2 separate regions of the Sorghum bicolor genome follow, and region 2 is linked to region 1. Evidence: chromatin contacts called from public HiCAR-type data. All regions are on one chromosome and are shown on one strand. Each heading gives the region's core, a stretch centred on a gene start, on an enhancer-like site or on the middle of the called end of the contact. The rest is flanking DNA. Distances are from core to core; before and after follow the strand shown. Region 1 holds the start of LOC8069381 (basic leucine zipper 9). Region 2 holds the start of LOC8069385 (probable serine/threonine-protein kinase PBL17).

Region 1 (2,700 bases), core at 40-2,539:
TTGCCTCGCTCATATGGAACTCCCTCTACCTCGTAGAGTGATTCGCTGTCGGAGTCTGACTCGCTTTCAAGAGCATGATTCGCTGAGGTGGTTGCCTCGAGGCTGGCTGTGACCAGGACAACGCGACAGGTGAGCAATCCTTGCCATGAGCCTAATTGGATGTTTTTTAGAATTCTGCATAATTCGGATGTGACCATACTCTAAATCGATTCAACTAGCTGTTAACATACATTCAAATAGGCCTTTTAGCAGGCAAGAATTTCCCTAGAATTTTGGACAGATGAAAACACTGAGTCCTTGTTTAGTTGGTGAAAAAATTTGGGTTTGACAACTATAGCACTTTTGTTTGTATTTGACAATTATTATCTAATCATGAACTAACTAGGCTCAAAAGATTCGTCTCGCAAATTACAGGCAAACTATGCAATTAGTTATTTTTTATCTATATTTAATGCTCCATGCATGCGTTCAAAGATTCGATGTGACGGGAAATCATGAAAAATTTTGGCAATTTTTTGGGAACTAAACAAGGCTCCCACAGGATTCATGTGCAAACTGTAATAAATGGTTGATGGTTGTGGTTCACATATCCAATCAACAGTTATTCACAATTAGTCTACCATTTGTACAGAGATCACATCATCTGATGATGGTATAGTTGAATTCCAGTTTGTATAGATTGCAGGAGCAGGGCTGTATGTTCCTTACCGGAGATGGACGCTGTCCGCGACATGACTGGGTTCGGCGTGCGGACGCTCCCATACCACCAACTGCTGTCATCCATGGTGTTCTGCTCGTGCACAAACATATCTTTCGTTAACGATGAAACCACAGGCAAGCGCAGCGAACTCTACCTATCTTCTTTGTAAGCAGCAGAGATGCATTTCCAGTTGCAACAGCTGCTGCAACCGCAATCAATCACATTGCTCGTGGCTGGCAGTGCTCACCGATTCGGCGAAACCGACGCCGGGCGAGAACACCACGGCGCTCCCTCCGGGCTCGCCTGGTCCGCCGCACCCGTGATTGCTACGCCCGGCGGCGGCGGCGCGGGCGTCGTCGTCGCCGCTCTCCCTGATGAACGCCTCCAGCTCCAGCTCCGACGCGCACTTCTTCATCCCTCCCTGCCTGCCTGCCTGCCTGCCGGGCGTGCCGCGACAGTTGACGCCGACCGCACCTGCGCCTCCCGTCCCGTCCCCGTCCCGGCGTGGTGGTGTCGCTCGCCGGCGTGCCGTGCCGTGCGGTGCCGATGGTTTTTGAAGGAGCGGGTGGAGGCGCGGACAGAAATCCGGTGGTACGTGGAAAGGTTAGTTGGGTGTGCTGGGGGGGGATAAACCGCCTCGTCAAATGGATGGTGACGCCGGATGACTCGGATCCGCGTCGGCCTTGGCGAGGCAACGACGCCGATGCCCTGGGGCACGCGCGCGCAGCCGTGGTCACCGACAGGCGGGTCCCGCTTCCGGTGGGCCGTGGCTGTCACGGTACGTGGGGTCGGGTTGGACGAGGTGGCGACCCCGACCAGCGCGTATCTCGCGATGAAAGCGAGCGAGGGAGGGAGGCAGGCACGGGGCTCGGGATCCGTCCGCCTCGTGGGCCGTGTGGATGGGGCGGGGCGGGCCCCGCGGCCAGGGCGCCGCGTCCGCGCGGCCACACGATGCGCGCGGGCCTGGTGTGGTGAGTGGGCGATGATGTGGCGCGGGATGACCCGGGGCGGGGGGGCAAGCGACGGAGACGCACTCGTGGAGCTGCGTCGGACGGGACAGCGGCTGCCGCCTGCCGGGCTTTTCGAAGCGATCCTGCGCCAGCGGCGTGACTGGGTGCGTGAGGAATTGGGGGGGTTCGGTGGTCGGCAACGAGGTAAAAAGATCCTGGTGAACTTGTTGTGATCTTCTGGTAGTCCGGCTCCGGCTCTGCTTTTCCGAAAGGCGGTGGTGGCTGGATTGTTTTCGTTATCCCGGGAGGGTGATCGGATCAGATCAGGGTTTACCGACCTACTACTTGATGGGCGATGTATGTTCAGTGGCAGTCAAGCCGTGGCCATTAGCAACAAGAAAAGCACGGGTGACACGCCATATAGGACGGGAGGTCGGTCGGTTGGTTGGTTGGTTGCGTATCGATATCGTGCAAAATTCGAATGCTTCCGGTAGTACGTACAGTAGTAGTTAGGATACTTCCATATGCTAAAAAAAAGGGTACAGATAGAGTCGTGTGTTTGCGTATATAGTTGACCCCCGGGGGATGTAGGATCTCGTTTGTCGACGGAAATTGGAAGAGACTTGTAGCTGTAAGCAATCTATAAGGAAAATATATTCTCAGTTTCGTGTCCAAAGAAATGTTGTACGGTATTACTTTATATGCAGTGTTACGTCTTCAGATATTGTGTTATCGGGTTTCCACATTTTGTTCGGTATATGCGCCACGCGCAGCCAAGCTGGGCCGTGGGCTCTGCTCACCGCTCGGCCGAGCTGGTCGCCGGCCTCCTGTGTCCTCGGCGAAATGTTCGACGGGTTGGGCCAGGATGGGCTTAAGTAGAAACCTTCAAGGCTTCAACTAGATTCAGAGGGGCCTCTCAAAATGCAAATGCTGCAGCAGCAGCCAGCAGGCCAGCAGCGGAGCACTCGGGAATTCCGTGTCACGCGCACGATTTCTGACTGACCAGCAAAACTGGAAATCTAAACTTCCAGGTTATATAACCATTTTTAT
Region 2 (2,700 bases), core at 151-2,650, 37 kb after region 1:
TCAGCTGATAGAAATTTTAGAAGTAACTTCATCAGGAGAGGATCAAAGCTTGTACATATAGTCAATGCATTTCTTTAAGATGCATCAATACTTCAGTCCCTGAAGACAATTCCTTTTTTTTTATTCACACTGTTCCATGACGTGCATGCAAATGGACTGTATTGTGCATCATGCCAATAAGAAGGCCTTTCGGGACAACTGCGAAGGCATAAGCATAACTGCACAGTGATAATGATCTTAAAGGAAGATTAAAATGGTTTTAAGAGAGCATTTATGGTCACAAGATAGCATAAGCAGGATAGTCCATGTCATGTCTTCCCCAGAATTTTTGGACAAAGCAATCTCTACTAAAGCTCATGAAGATATCAGCACAACTGCGAAACTGCCCATTATTTGCTTTATCCAATAAATGTATTAGGGTTAAGTTGAGACACCGTTTGACTAACTTGTCAGGAATCAATTGAAGGTCAAGTTACCAGAACTGTTCAAGCACGGCCTGCGCAGGTACCAAATTATCTGAGAACTTTGCTGATGTTATTTGTACATCAAACTATGAGCTGCAGTTGACTTATTCTTCCCCATAGACTAGGCCTTGCCCCATAATGCAATTCTATAAGCAACGCATGGGTCTATTATTGTACCACATGCCTTCCACAAGACATCAATGAGCAAAATTACACCATGCAAAGTTTGTGGAAGAAATTGGGCACTGTAGAGCATGAAAATACAACATTGAATAGGGAAAAATTGCGCCAAAAAGGCTATGCATGGCACATCCCATCACTTGTTACATGAGCTCACAAGCACAGATAGCAACATGCTACAATCGGGCATTCCAAACAATCAAAATCCATCATTTCCTCCCTTCTTAAGGTGATTCTACCAAAATCCAAAAGCAACTGATAGCCAATCTGTCCAGATTACACAGGTAACCACGCCTAACCTGGCCTCACGGATATATATAGTACCCTATAAACTATACATGAGAGGGGAGTAGGACAAGCAAAGAGCACGAACCTGGCCTGCTCTGGAGCCGGTGCTCCTCCTGCGAGAAGCATCCGCCCATGGGAACCCCCAAGATCACCGGCGGAGCCAAGGCCCGGCCACCCTGGGCAGCTGGCCGGGCTCCCACGGTACAGCAGAGGTGGGAGGGGAGAGGGAGGTGCGTACGCAGGGTCGCCGGCCGGTGCGCGGAGGACGGAGGCGAGGGCGCGAGGCGACTGGCGAGAGGCGGGAGGGGGAGCCGCCGACGCCGCCGCGGAGCCTGGGACTGCCCCTCCGTCGCTGAGGGACCGAGCCTGAGCCGCTGAGCGCGAGTGGGGAAAGGAGCAGAAGATCTGCGCTGAGAGACCGACCCTGAGCGGCGCTGCGAGGAAGATGAGCGTCGGCGCGGCGCTGCAATGAACAGAAGACTATGCGCCGGTGCGTGGGCTTGATGGGCCTCTAAATAAAAGCCCATACAATTCTTTAAGAGGTTCCCATGTATTTATCCTCTATTACTTTCTCTGTTCTAAATTATAAATTATTTTAAAAATATTAGAAAGTTAAAATATTTTCAAGTTTGATCAAAATTACAGAGAAAAATAATAAAATTTATAACATAAAGCGAGTATACTATGAAAATATAATTAAAGCATAATCTAATACTTAGTTGGTATCATAATAATTATTATTTTATTATATAAATTTGGTCAAACTTATAATAATTTGAATCTTCAAGATTTTTAGAATAACTTACAATTTGGGATGGAGGGAGTATCTTCTATTGATTCCATATATTTATAATTAAATTCCTTACTTCACTAGAGGACTGATTTTAACCTCGACTGACGTCTATTAGGCTTACTAGGCTCCTGTCATGGTTTCGCAACGAACCACACAAATAGCTTAGGAATTGGAGATTTAGAAAGAGAAGCAAAATTGAAGACGAAAAATAGAGATAGATTTCTTTAAGGTTTTAGAGTTTTAGTTCTTCGTTACAAAACACAATAGCCTCAAACGTTATATATTAACCCGATTCTTACTTTTGTTTGTAGACATTCTAGAAAAAAAAATCAACTGAGTTTACTATCCACAACTCGTCTGAATTGGTCCAATCCGACAGAAATTATATATTTTTCTCTCTCCTAGCACATCTTGAGTTTTAGGTCTAAGGCCCTGTTTAGTTCCCACCTAAAATTTTTTCATCCATCCCATCAAATCTTTGGACACATGCATGGAACATGAAATATAGATAAAAAAATAAACTAATTACACAGTTTAGTTGAGAATCACGAGACGAATCTTTTAAGCCTAGTTACTCCATGATTAGCCTTAAGTGCTACAGTAACCCACATATGCTAATGACAGATTAATTATGCTTAATAAATTTGTCTTGAAGTTTCCTGACGAGCTATGTAATTTGTTTTTTTATTAGTTTCTAAAAAACCCTCCCAATATCCTTCCGACACATTCGATGTGACACCCAAAAAATTTTCATTGCCAATCTAAACAGGCCCTAAATCTTTCTAGGTAATAGTTGGCATCATATCGTATGTTAAAAAATAGTCAAATTATTTTGAAGGTGTTTGGTTAGTCTCAGCTCTCAACTGTGGCATGCCACGAGTGCAAGCATGTTGTTTGGTTCCAGCTTTAGATGTGGCGGCCACGACCTTTTCTAGTTGAAAAACACGCCACAATTGTGGCACCGATCTCACCGCT

Evidence for each region. HiCAR-type assays count read pairs that join an accessible place to other places.
Region 2: a HiCAR-type map of leaf shows a contact between it and region 1, with 2.8 times the contacts expected there. The contact joins the promoter of LOC8069385 here to the promoter of LOC8069381 in region 1. A contact is called at or near these places in 1 of 4 Hi-C or Micro-C datasets (leaf mesophyll) and 1 of 1 datasets of contacts at active chromatin or transcription factors (leaf).

What each region holds. Positions count from the first base shown.
Region 1 is chr10:56,123,667-56,126,366 of Sorghum_bicolor_NCBIv3, forward strand. It overlaps LOC8069381 (basic leucine zipper 9), which reads right to left and starts at 1,290. Exons shown (of 6, transcript XM_002438753.2): 1 at 948-1,290; 2 at 709-790; 3 at 1-106. The coding sequence starts at 1,115.
Region 2 is chr10:56,161,044-56,163,743 of Sorghum_bicolor_NCBIv3, forward strand. LOC8069385 (probable serine/threonine-protein kinase PBL17) reads right to left here and starts at 1,401. Exons shown (of 6, transcript XM_002438757.2): 1 at 1,018-1,401; 2 at 1-4. The coding sequence starts at 1,066.